Regions from separate parts of the Sus scrofa genome. Here region 2 is linked to region 1. Evidence: chromatin contacts called from public HiChIP or PLAC-seq data. All regions are on one chromosome and are shown on one strand. The core of a region is the stretch at or near the end of the contact, and the rest is flanking DNA. Distances in the headings are between cores, read along the strand shown. Region 1 holds the start of C5H12orf57 (chromosome 5 open reading frame, human C12orf57). Region 2 holds the start of LRRC23 (leucine-rich repeat-containing protein 23).

What was found. HiChIP or PLAC-seq counts read pairs in DNA pulled down with a chosen protein or histone mark.
Region 2: an H3K27ac HiChIP or PLAC-seq map of alveolar macrophages shows a contact between it and region 1. The contact joins the promoter of LRRC23 here to the promoter of C5H12orf57 in region 1. A contact is called at or near these places in 4 of 5 promoter capture datasets (fetal liver, fetal skeletal muscle and liver), 24 of 47 Hi-C or Micro-C datasets (alveolar macrophages, blood, brain and 14 more) and 2 of 2 datasets of contacts at active chromatin or transcription factors (alveolar macrophages and skeletal muscle).

What each region holds. Positions count from the first base shown.
Region 1 is chr5:63,779,013-63,785,080 of Sscrofa11.1, forward strand. C5H12orf57 (chromosome 5 open reading frame, human C12orf57) reads right to left here and starts at 2,295. Exons shown (of 3, transcript NM_001243445.1): 1 at 1,938-2,295; 2 at 1,487-1,663; 3 at 498-727. The coding sequence starts at 1,989. The coding sequence ends at 576. ATN1 (atrophin-1) reads right to left here. Exons shown (of 10, transcript XM_003126540.5): 7 at 5,640-6,068; 8 at 4,363-4,506; 9 at 3,881-4,061; 10 at 3,152-3,711. The coding sequence ends at 3,678. It overlaps PTPN6 (tyrosine-protein phosphatase non-receptor type 6), which reads right to left and starts at 74. Exons shown (of 16, transcript XM_005652593.2): 1 at 1-74.
Region 2 is chr5:63,834,161-63,840,228 of Sscrofa11.1, forward strand. LRRC23 (leucine-rich repeat-containing protein 23) reads right to left here and starts at 2,469. Exons shown (of 8, transcript XM_013987385.2): 1 at 2,344-2,469. SPSB2 (splA/ryanodine receptor domain and SOCS box containing 2) reads left to right here and starts at 2,625. Exons shown (of 3, transcript NM_001243315.1): 1 at 2,625-2,804; 2 at 2,949-3,696; 3 at 4,675-4,915. The coding sequence starts at 3,033. The coding sequence ends at 4,802. It overlaps TPI1 (triosephosphate isomerase 1), which reads right to left. Exons shown (of 7, transcript NM_001037151.1): 6 at 5,905-5,992; 7 at 5,313-5,799. The coding sequence ends at 5,684.

The DNA.
Region 1 (6,068 bases), core at 1,045-3,544:
ACTAAAAATCCCCGGAAAAGGGGCAGGTGGGGCGGGGCTGGCCTCAGTCCGCCCTCGGCAGCTGCCTGTCCAGGGTTCGCCTTCCCTTGGGAGGGGAGGAGCCACCTGGAGCTCCACCTGGAGCCCAGCCAACTGAGCCGCGGGAGGCAGGGTGGGGGCGAAGACCAGGAAGTAATGCTGGCCGAGGGCACACCAACCAATGGGGGAGCCTCCCAGCGCCCAGAAGCCAAGGGGCCCCCCCGCAAAAGCCCAGGCAGCCCCACACAGAGGAGGCACCGCCGCCGCCGCCGCCGCCGCCGGGGCAGGCCCCCAGACCCAGGGTGGTGAGGGACCGGCCCATCCCTCCCCCGGCCATTGGAGCCTGTTGGCAGCCGGAGCACAGGAAGGATCTGGACAGGGAGCCAGAGCGGCCTGAAAGGCTGAGGGAACTGGGCCAGGATGTAGGGGTTGTCAGGGTCACAAAAGACTGACGCCAAGACTAAGACTGACGCCAAGACTAAGTCCCAGGCACATTTATTATCCTCCAGAACACCAAGGTCTTCCCTTCCCGGGCAGTGCCACGGGAGGGCCAACCTTCAGGAGGCGGCCACGCTGCCACCCGAAGCAGGTCCGTGGGGCGGCAGGGTCATGGGCGGCAGGAACAACGCCTTCAGCTTGCCAGACAGGCTGGCGATCTCAGGATCCTGAGCTTCGTAAGATTTGACCAAGCGGGCAAACTTAAGAACACCTGCAAGGGGAGCAGAACGTCAACCCTCACCCCCAGGGGCTGGAGGAGCCCAGGACAGCAGGAGGGGGCAGCCCGAGTCACTAGCTGCTGCCCACCCCACCCCCCGGCCAGATAGCTAGCTGTCTGCAAAACAAGACTCATGCAGGTCTTTGCCCTGTGTGGTCTGGATCAACCCCTTCCCAGTCTACACTGGACACAACTGGCTGGGATGCAGTGAATGAAAATATCTCAAAGCAGTGTGTTCACCCCTATCACGTGAACCATTTTAACAATTTAGTCACAAGAGCACAAAGGATGCACATCAACCAGATTGCCAGTCCATAGCCAGGACAGAAGAGAGCTCTGGGCCAGCAGGGCTGAATTAATAAACACCCGGTTCAATAAACTGAACAGCCAACCCCGAGAGATCAGCTGGAACTGCTTGGAGGGGCTGCAGAAAGTTGCTGTCATGCAGACATCTCACTAAAAGCTATCAAAACGGGGTTAGGTTTCAGCTCTGCTGTGACCTGCCAACTTGGTTTACTACTACAGTCTGTTTCCTCATCTTAAAATGGGATAGCAATATAATTAATGGTAACTACAAAATGCACTTAAGACTTCACCTGGCTCAAGTTCACAGTAGACCCTGGGTTCTAAGTGCCAATACTGTTAGATTGTGGCTGCCGCCATGTGGCGAGAAAGGGGACGACGGCTCAGGGACGCGACGATCCATCGCCCTCTCCTCCACCCAGGCTACCTTCACTCCCCAGTCCGACCTACCTTCCCCGTCGCAGCTGAAGCCATAGGCTTTGATAACCTCCTGCTGAATCTGCGTGGCCACGGGCAGCACGAATTGCAGCATCTTACCCATGTCGTTGCACGCGTTATCACGAGCCTCGTCCATGCGCACGGCGTTCTCCGGGGCCGAGAACGCTTGGATCACCTCCGCCAGGACCACTGTGCGAAGGATGCAGCACAGGGCATCGGAACAAAGGGCACAAGGAAGAGGGCAAGGGAATTACTGGCCTGAAGCCGTAATAACCGAATCACTCGGCCCCCAAATCCCCCGCTTTAAGAAGCAAGGACCCCTCTTTGAAGGAGGATGGTACCGCGCGCCCCCAGTTCCCGGCGAATGCAGTCACATCTCTCGCCTGTGATTTCCTGCCCGCACCCTCCTCGGGCAGGAAGCCCACCCGGCAACTACCCACCCGGCAACTAGGAGGATTCTCACCCTTGGCCTGTTCCGCGCTCAAAGCAGCGGCTTGGGCCGAGGCGGACGCCATAGGACAAAAGATGCACGTGCAGCGGCGCCACGGAAACACTCCAGAAAAGCGAACCTTCTCCTAGTGCAGCTTCCCAGGCGGGTGGGGGTGGAAGGGAAGCTGTATCAGCTGAAGCCGGAAGCTTACTGATGGAGTCCCAACCTCCCCGCGCCCTCGGAAACAGGTTGAGACCTCGGATATTTAACTAAGACCAGTCAATCAGACACCAACTCGCTTACACCCCAACTCTTTCTATTGTTGAATACACTCTGGATTAAGGGTTTTCCGGTACAAACCGGAAAACCTGCTGGACAAATTCTAAAAGAGCTGTACACTACGAGAGCACAGCTCTGGCGAGAAGGCGGCATATCCGCAAACTCCACTATTAGTGAGGGTGAGTTCCGACCAGCGTTTCCTAATTCCTATTGCTGTACAAACAACGAGGCACATTGTAACTTTTAGAGGTGAAAACAGAATTCTAAAGAACTCTCTTAAACATTCGTTTCTAGAGTTTGGGAACGTTTGATACGAGTCTATGCAAATTACTTGATGCCGATTGGCTGAGAGCGAAGCCAGTCACTCCCCTTTTTAAGAACCGAGACGGGGCCTCGCGGCAGTGAAGACTTGACGCTAAAGCGGCTTTCGCGCTCTCCTAAAATGGCCTGGTGTAGGGGTGTGCAGTAACGCCCTATAATTTCCCTTCCCTTCAGGGCGTTAGAAATTGTCACCCACTCCCTCCTCAAACCTTAGAGCGCTTAAGACTTCAGGGTTCCAATTGCTTTAACCTATTGCAGCCACGCCCCCGACCCTCCAATTCATCAGTTTCTAACTCTTCTACGTTAAGAATTCAGGTCTCTGGCGGCTCCTAGCTGCGGGCACGGTGACAGAAACCCGTCTAAGCGGTTTCCTGGAGCAAGTCAGGGGCTTGCCTGTCGTAGGCCATCAGCTTCGTGACTGCCCACCATTGGAAGGATGGGACTCCACTCCAGCGGAGCCAGGTCTCCAAGGCCCTGGGCTCTTCCAGCTCCCCTCTCCAACTCTCCGGGGTCTCTATCCACTTCCGGACTAGCCTCCGGTAGTCCGGTAGCTTTCTCTCTAGGCGCTGGGCCGCCGCTGCCCAGAGACCCACATCACCACCCCGGCCCCCCATACCCCACAAAGAAACAGCCACAGCCATCTTCCTGGGGAGTCGTGAGGATGTTTTTGTTTGGTTGGTTTTGTTTGGGATATTTTTTAAAGAGCATCATATAGATATTTATATATATAAATTATTAATGTGGGGGAGGGGCAGGGGCATACATCGCAGTGGGAGCGCGCACACGGGGACTGGGGAGGGGCAGGGCGGCACACGATGCTACGCAAAACAGCCACATCTAACAGATGAAATAATCACACCAACGGGGTGGGGGAGGGGCGGTGGCCGCGGGGACGGGGGCGGGGGCGGGGAGGGGGGGGAAAGCCGGGGGACAAGGGAGAGGGAGCGGTCCAAGAAACTGTGCGCTTTCTGCCCCCACCCCCTCCACCTCCCCACCTCCGCACGCACATCACAGGAGCCTTGGCCTTCCATCTGTCCCTTCCTTCCTCCCTCTAGCCCAGAAGCCCCAGGCCCTGGGGCTGAGCAGCACCCCCTCTCGGCTGGGTGGCAGGCGGGGAGGGAGGCCTCCAGAGTCCAGATGCAGGGGCCGCGGGTGCTCTCTTGGTCGCAGGTTCTACAGCGGCTTGTCGCTTTCCTTCTTCAGGTGACTGGGGGAAGAGGGGGTGCAGAACAGGGCCTGAGAGACTGAGACCCATCCTGACCCGACCTCTCTCACAGAGGATGGTGGGGGAGGGGTTCCCTGCCTCGGGGGCCTCACCCCATCCCAGACGGGCTAAGTAGCATCCCATTGGCCTGGCCTAGGGTGCCCTGTGGTACCTGTAGTAATCCTCCTGGGCAGGCAGCGGCACACTGTGCAGTGGGTGATGGGCGTGCAGCCACTGCTGCTGCTCCAGTGCCAAGCGCTGCAGCTCAGCGGACTGCGCGTGCATGGCCTGCAGCTGGTGAGCTGCTGACATTGGGGCAGAGAGGGAGGCTGGCAGGTCCCGGTAAGGAGCAGCTGTGGGCAGGAAGGGCAGGGGGCACATGACCGGCAGGGCCAGGAGGTAGCTGGCCCCTTGACACACAGAGGAAACAGACACTAAACAACTTATGTGACAGCCAGTCCTGCAGGAGCCCTTAGCCTGGCCCTAACCCTGCGCCCCTCTTGAGCAGGGCCTCAGCTCTCCTATTCCCATTCCCAGCTCCTCTGGACACCGCCTCACCTCTCCCCAAGTCCAGCAAGGCCAGTCCCACCGGCTAATTTCCTCCTTTCTGCCCTTCACTCAGAAATCCCCCCCACCCCCAACCCCCATCCTTACCAAAGAGCTGGTGACGAAGAACTTCGTTCTCGTGCAGAGGGTGAGGAAGAAGGGGGTTGGGGAGGGTCCCAGCTGGGTAGGGGATCCGGGTAAGGTGAGACCCTGAGGCCAGGGGGTCAATGAGAGGGTGCACCGAGGCAGAGGCTGGAGGGTAGAGAAGAGGAAGGTGTCACGAGAAGGCAAGTTTGGGGAAAACCATGCACTTGGGAGGGAAGGGATCCACACCTGGCAAGAGGGGTGGACATTCGAACACAGGGAGATCCAGGGCATTAAGGAGGCACCAAGGAGGAACCAGGGGCCTGGGAGATGGACAGGGCAAGACCCTACTGGAGTCAGGATGTAGGGATGGCAGGTGTCAGAGGGATCTGAGGAACAGGAAAAGGGGGGTGGGCTGCTTAGAGAAGGTGGAAGAGGACACGAAGTTTAGAAAACGAGACAGGGAGAGGAGAGCTTAAGAGAGAGAAAGCAACGGAGCCTGGAATGAATGTGACTCTGAGGCTAGATGGAGCAATGTTCTGATGAAAAGAGGTACTGTGAGGCGTTCCCGTCGTGGCTCAGTGGTGAACGAATCTGACTAAGAACCATAAGGTTGCAGGTTCGATCCCTGGCCTTGCTCAGTGGGGTAAGGATCTGGCGTTGCCATGAGCTGTGGTGTAGGTCGCAGATGTGGCTCAGATCCCGCGTTGCTGTGGCCCTGGTGTAGGCCGGTGGCTCCAGCTCCAATTGGACCCCTAGCCTGGGCACCTCCATGTGCCTCGGGAGCGGCCCTAGAAAAGGTGAAAAGACAAAAAAAAAAAAAGAAGTACTGTGAGAGAACAGTGAGAGAAGCTCACTGTCACCTATGATCCCACAACCAGAGCTATAGGACTCTTTCTGGAAGGTCACGGATCTTAAAGTGGAGAAGAACAGGAAACACGTCAGCCAGGAGACAATGGCAAGAAACAACCAGAGTTGAATCCAAGGTTTCAAGAAGATAGTTCTGTGAAGGGCTCAGGCTCAGGCCTCAAGGTCATGCTCCCTTAAAGGTTTCCACCTTGGGTCTCTGGGGGGTGGGTGGCAGACCTGAAGAGGACTGGGGTGTAGGGTAGGGTCTTCGTAGCACCACTAAGACAGGAGGAGACAGGCCGGGGAGGCAAGGACAGGGGCAGCCGTCTCAGGAGAGAGGCTTGTGCCAGAGGTGGGGAGGGACATCCCCGCCTGAGGAACAGAAGGGCCCCATCACTTGCCAAGGGGCAAGGTGGCCTCACAGGGCCAGGGCCAGGGAACTGGAGCCTCACCTGCGTGGATGGCATCCTGCTGGTGGAGGTGCAGGTGAGAGTGGATGTGGGAGTGCTGGTGGTGATGGGGGGTCACATTAAGCATCTGCAGCCGGGCCAGCGGGTCGTTGCCCAGGGCGGCTACCCTTTCCGCGTGCTGCCTCTCAGCTGCCAGACGCTCAGCGTAGGACATGTCAGGGCGCAGGGCTGGCCCAGCTGCGAGCGCTAGACGTTCTCTTTCCAGCGGCCCCAGACTCGGATGGAAGGGGAAAGGGTGCAAGCCAGGTGGACCAGGCTGCAGAGCCAGGCCCCCGTGTCGGGGGAAGGGATCCAGGCCTGGCCCAGGGACCCCGTGTAGGGGTTCCAGCTCACTGGGCTTCACCTCGAAGCCAGGCTTGAGGCGGTCGCGCAGATCTCGTTCACGGGCTTCCCGCTCCCTCTCCCGGGCCG
Region 2 (6,068 bases), core at 1,219-3,718, 55 kb after region 1:
CACCACAGCTCACAGCAATGCCAGATCCTTAACCCACTGAGCAAGGCCAGAGACCGAACCCAAAACCTCATGGTTCCTAGTCGGATTCGTTAACCACTGAGCCACGACGGGAACTCCGCCATATCTTTTCTAATATGCTTTCTTCTTTCTCCTTGATTAAAGAAATATAAACATTTATCCTGTACACAATCATAGTATACTGTCATGTTTTGTATTTTACACAAAACTAACATGTACTTAATAGATGGGGTATGTAAGGGTAATTTTATTTTATTTTTATTTTTTTAAGGATCTGGCATTGCTGTGAGCTGTGGTGTAGGTCGCAGATGTGTCTCAGATCCCGGGTTGATTTTATTTTTATTTTTTGGCCACACCCATGGCATCAGGAAGTTCCAAGGCCAGGGATCGAACCTGAGCCACAGCAGTGACAACACCGGACTCTTAACCTGATGGGCCCGCAAGGAACTCCTCAAGAATAGTTTTAACTATGAGACATAATTGTCACCTTTCCTCTCCCAACTCTCTATCCCCTAAAAATATAAAGCATGTCGCACAGTGTCTGACACATGCCAGAAAGTACCAGTTCAGCGCCTTCAGCATGGACCGCAACCTCCCACAATCCACATGTCCTCTCTCACTAAAGTTGCCAATGACCAAAAAAAAAAAAAAAATCATGTATGTTATCAAACCTGAACTGTCCACTGTGCTGTGTCCTCCTAAACCCTTTTCCCACTCTACATACTATCTCCAGGGCCTCACCCTCTGCATATGAATGTTCCCAGGCCAGGGGTCAAATCAGAGCTGTAGCTGCTGACCTACCACAGCAACTCGGGATCTGAGACGCATCTACGACCTACACCACAGCTCACGGCAACACCAGATCCTTAACCCACTGAGTGAGGCCAGGGATCAAACCTGAGTCTCATGGATACTAGTTGGGTTCATTACCACTGAACCACAAGTGGAACTCTCTATTTTTGTTTTTTCATGCTGACCTCTCAGTCTGAATGGTTTCTACATGCAGCAACTCTAATCCAACACCCACACTGCAGAACCACCTCTCAGGCAAATTCCTTGTCTTTTTTCTTTTTTTTTTGGCTGTACTCAGGGCTTATGGAAGTCCCTAGGCCAGGGACTGAATCCAAGCCATAGCTTTGACCTACAGGCAGCTGCAGCAACACTGGATCCTTAACCCACTGAGCAAGGCCAGGGATCTAACCCAAATCCTCATGGATACTAGTGGAGTTCTTAACCCAATGAGCCACAAGAGGAACTCCTCCTCTTGTCAATCTTAAAGATTCAGCCCAGTGTCATCTGCTCCACGACACTTTCCAAAGTGCTTGATCCGTGGAGTCCCATCCTTTTTACTCCCATAGGACTTTTTGTATAACCAGAATTTTATCTACTACATGACAAAACTGTTTTATAAATATCCTTGTAAACTCCTTGCGGATTCACTGCGTCATCTTCAGTGCTTCGCACAAATGATTAAATTTGAATCAGAAACGGTTCTAAGGGCTTCACATATGTATGTGTAACATCACTGAATCCTCACTATAGCTTATGCAGTTCATACCAATAGTATCCCCCTTTTACAGAAGAAAAAACAGGTACGGGGGTGGTTCAGGAATTTGCCAAAGTTCTCCTGCATACCCGCCTTCAGGGATTTGCACACCCTGTCAGCCTGGCTCCACAGTTGCTAAATACCACTATATTTTATTACCTCTCTACAGAATAGTCACTTAGAAAATGTTAAAGAAATAGGACTAGCTAAGCTTAGTGAATGCATACGATATCAAGGGTTCCTTGCTAAGTGCTTTACTTGGACTGTTTCAACTCCATAACAACCCTGAGGTAAGTACCATCATTATGCCCATTTTAGGAAAGAGAAAACAGGTTTAGAGAAGTGTGGCAACCTCCCCAAGGTCACAGAGATAATTAGTGACATTGTTTCCCTCCCAAGCAAGGTCTGGACCACCACACTCTGCCAGGTGAGGCCCACAGCTCAGGAATGGATGGACAGGGCAGATGAAGGCTAGAACAGGATGCAGCCCTATGACACCTACCCCTCTGAGCTAGAAACTCAGCGTATAGAACCTCAGGCTTAGAACCGGCTGACTCACAACCCGGGTCGGAGAATGACCAGCCCAAGCAACAGTGACCCAGAATCAGAAGGCCTGGGAAACAGATGTCACCACAATGGCAGACCTTACTTGACCTCCGGCCCTATATCCCCAGGCTGCTCAAAGTTCTTAACGGTGAAAAGACCTCCAGGGACCTCAAAGCGATGATACCATGAAAAGGTTAACTCTGAGCTTGGCGGGCCAGGGAAGGGTTAAGTACCTGGCGGCTTCCTCGCGGGGGCGAGGCCTGGGGGCTGCGGGCTGCTTGGAAGGTGTCCAGAGGTTAACCGCCCGCGAGTGGGCTCTACTCACTGCTTGACCTTCGCAGCCGCCCCTGGTGCCGAGTTTTGACCGCCCCGGAGGGGCCCGTGTGGGCGGGGTCTCCGGCGGGGCGCGACCTGGGGTGGCGACTAGAGGGTTAACTGCCCCAGAGGGCCCTTAGGGGCGTGGCCTGGGGCGGGGCGAGGCCTGCGGGAGGGGTTGGGGGCGGAAGCGGCCGGCGTTCTGGAGCCGGAGCTCCTCGGCGACTTTCGGCCGGGCTCCTCCCGAGGGCCGGCGACCTCCCGGCACGGGAAGCTGAGCGTGGTTCGGGGGCAGGGACAGGAGCAGGAGCGGGCGAAGGGGACGGTCCCTGGACAGACCTAAGGCGACAAACTCGCGCGTCTCAGGAGACGCGGACAGGTGGGTGAGGGCAAGATGATGGATCTAGGAGCTTTCGGGGAGCTGAGCGGGAGGAGTGGGGCAGTGAGCAGAGCTGGGGGAAAGGATGAGGCGCCTAGGTGTGGAGTCCCTCCAGGATCCTCCTCTCCCCCAACTTCTCTCTAGGTCGATCCCAAGCGGGAGCTCAACTTTCCGAAGAGAGACGTCCCAGCAAGCCTCTTTTGGGGAATCCTCCAGCTTCTCACCTCCATGGGCCAGACGGCCTTGGCAGGGGGCAGCAGCAGCACCCCCACCCCACAGCCCCTGTACCCTGACCTCTCTTGTCCCGAGGGCTTGGAGGAGCTGCTCTCTGCTCCCCCTCCTGACCTAGGGGCCCAACGGCGTCACGGCTGGAACCCCAAGGACTGCTCAGAGAACATCGAGGTCAAGGAAGGGGGCTTGTGCTTTGAGCGGCGGCCTGTGGCCCAGAGCACTGATGGGGTCCGGGGTAAGAGGGGCTACTCGAGAGGCCTGCACGCCTGGGAGATCAGCTGGCCCCGGGAACAGAGAGGCACCCACGCCGTGGTGGGCGTGGCCACGGCCCTCGCCCCGCTGCAAGCTGACCACTATGCGGCGCTGCTGGGCAGCAACAGCGAGTCGTGGGGTTGGGACATTGGGCGGGGGAAGCTGTACCATCAGAGCAAGGGGCCCGGGGCCCCCCGGTATCCCCCCGGACTTCAAGGTGAGCACCTGGAGGTGCCGGAGAGGCTGCTGGTGGTTTTGGACATGGAGGAGGGAACTCTGGGCTACGCTATTGGGGGCACCTACCTGGGGCCAGCCTTCCGTGGACTGAAGGGCAGGACCCTCTATCCAGCAGTAAGCGCTGTCTGGGGCCAGTGCCACGTCCGCATCAGCTACCTGGGCGAAAGGAGAGGTGAGGCCTGGGGCAGGTCTGGGGAGAGTGTTCTATCCCTGGTGGCTGTGGTCTGGGATGCAAGCTCAACGCCTTCCAAGAGGCGTTGTAAGTAGTGTGCCTTCATCTGACAGGTCTCCTGGCTCAAAGCCTGGGCCAGCAGCTCCACCTTCATCTGACATGTCTCCTTTCCCTATTCAGTGCCAGGAATGGCTAAGGAACTTCACAGCTCTTACCTCATTTAATCTTCTAACAGCCATAGAGGTAAAAGGAAGGTTGTTGGGAAAGCAACTTGCTAGGAAGTGATGAGCCCTCAAAATGGAGGGGAGCACCCTAGGGATCAGGACTTCACAGGAGGTACCAGTCCCTGGAGCAGGAGGTGCAAAGAGTGAAACATGTACTGAGCTAGGAGGACAAGTCCAAAAGGAAGAGGTGCCAGGCACCCCAGGGTGTGTACCAGACTCACTGGGCTCTGTCTCTTTGACACATACCTACTTCCTTTCTCAGTCAAACCCCAGGAAGGAGCCATTGAGGCCCAGGCTCCTGGAAGGAAAGCAGTGAGGGAGGAAGGGCCTTGGAGCAGGGCTGCAGAAGGGGCTCCTTGGGGAACCCATGGAACCAGACCTTGGGGCTGACTAGACTTTACTGTCCTATGCAAGTGGCAGAGTCTTCATTCAGCAGAGGGTGGCTGCTGTGGAGAGGGCATGACCTTCCATTCACCCTCTCTGCCCCAGTGCCCAGGCCTCTCCGCAATCAAAGCCTGGGCCAGCAGCTCCACCAGTATCTGAGCTGCCTGGGCCTGTTGCTTAGAGGGCCTTAGATGGGTGAAATTAGTGACGCAGATGCAGAACTCCAGGGAGCACGCTCCACTGAGGTGGAAGCAGCCTTGTAGCAAGAAGGCCACAGGGAAGCAGCGGGGAGCCGGGCAGGACCCTGTTTGAGGACATCCAGCGACTGGTGGCTACACCCCTACTTACTTTCCCTCCTTCTCTCTCCCAGCGGAGCCACACTCCCTTCTGCACCTGAGCCGCCTGTGTGTACGCCACGCCCTGGGGGCTACCCGGCTTGGCTACGTTTCTGCTCTGCCCTTGCCCCCTGCCATGAAGCGCTACCTGCTCTACCAGTGACCCCTGCGATACCTCAGATGGTGCTGGGGCCTTGACCCCTCTCCTCCCCTGGGGGGCAGGGAAGAGGCACTGCTGACCTAGACCAGCTACTTGACTAAAGCCAGAGGCTGGGCGGGGGGGGGGGCCCGTGGGGGAGGCCAGGCTGGGCCCCATCCCAGCCCAAGCTCTGGGGAGCATGACAGCCCCCAGGGCCACCCAGAGAGCAGAAGGGAGGGGGCTGTTCATCACGGCTGTGGCAGCCTGGTACGCAAAGCCTTTTTGGAAGTAAAGGTTAAGAGGTGTGCTGCTGTAGAAGCCTGTTCATGGTATTTTTTTTTATTGTTGCACAAGGGTCTTGCGACTGCTTCAGAGAGGAAAAAAAAAAAGGATTTAGGCCAGGTCAGTGAAGGACAAACCACAGGGCTCAGTGCCAGGTGTTTATTCCCCCCCCTACGGGACTTCTCACAGACACAACACACACAGGCATTGGCACCGTGGGAGGGAGCAGCACCCCGGCCCCAGCAGAGGACAGGGCCTTCTCTCGGTCCTTGGCCTCGTGCTGTGAGATGGGACAGGATGGTTTCTCTCTCTTGCCTTCACCGGGGACGGAGGGGACCCACGGGCAAACCACCCCTCCCACCTCTCAGCCAAGGAGACGCCTCCTTGGTGACAGGTTTAGTTCCAACTGAACAGTAAGTGGTGGCAGGATTGGCCTGGTCCCAGCCATTACAGGGTAGGGTGTAAACGGGAAAGGAAGAGGTCCACCTGGGATTAGGCTGTGAGAGGGGGCAGGCGACACCATCAGAAGCATGTGGGGGGTGGGGCAGCACAGTTATTGGGCTTCTGAGCTCCCTAGTCCCTGGCTTGGAGGGAAGGGGAGGTAGGGGCGATGGATGGGCTTATTATTTGGCATTGATGATGTCCACAAATTCAGGCTTGAGGGAAGCGCCACCCACAAGGAACCCGTCCACATCAGGCTGGCTCGCCAGCTCTTTGCAGGTTGCCCCAGTCACAGAGCCTGGGAAGGGAGAGGAGGGAACGGTCAAGGCTACCTCCTTGTCTAAGGAGGGCTCAGTCTGATTCTCAGCCCACCCCACTCCAGGCTGGAGCCAGAGCCACTTACCCCCGTAAATGATGCGGGTGCTCTGAGCCACTGCCTCAGAGACGTGGGTCTTAAGCCATCCCCGGAGCTTTTCATGTACTTCCTGGGCCTAAAACAAGAAGCCAGACTAAGACTTTTCATTCCAAGTGGGGGAAACTGTGGGTACCAGTGGAGACAGGCATTGT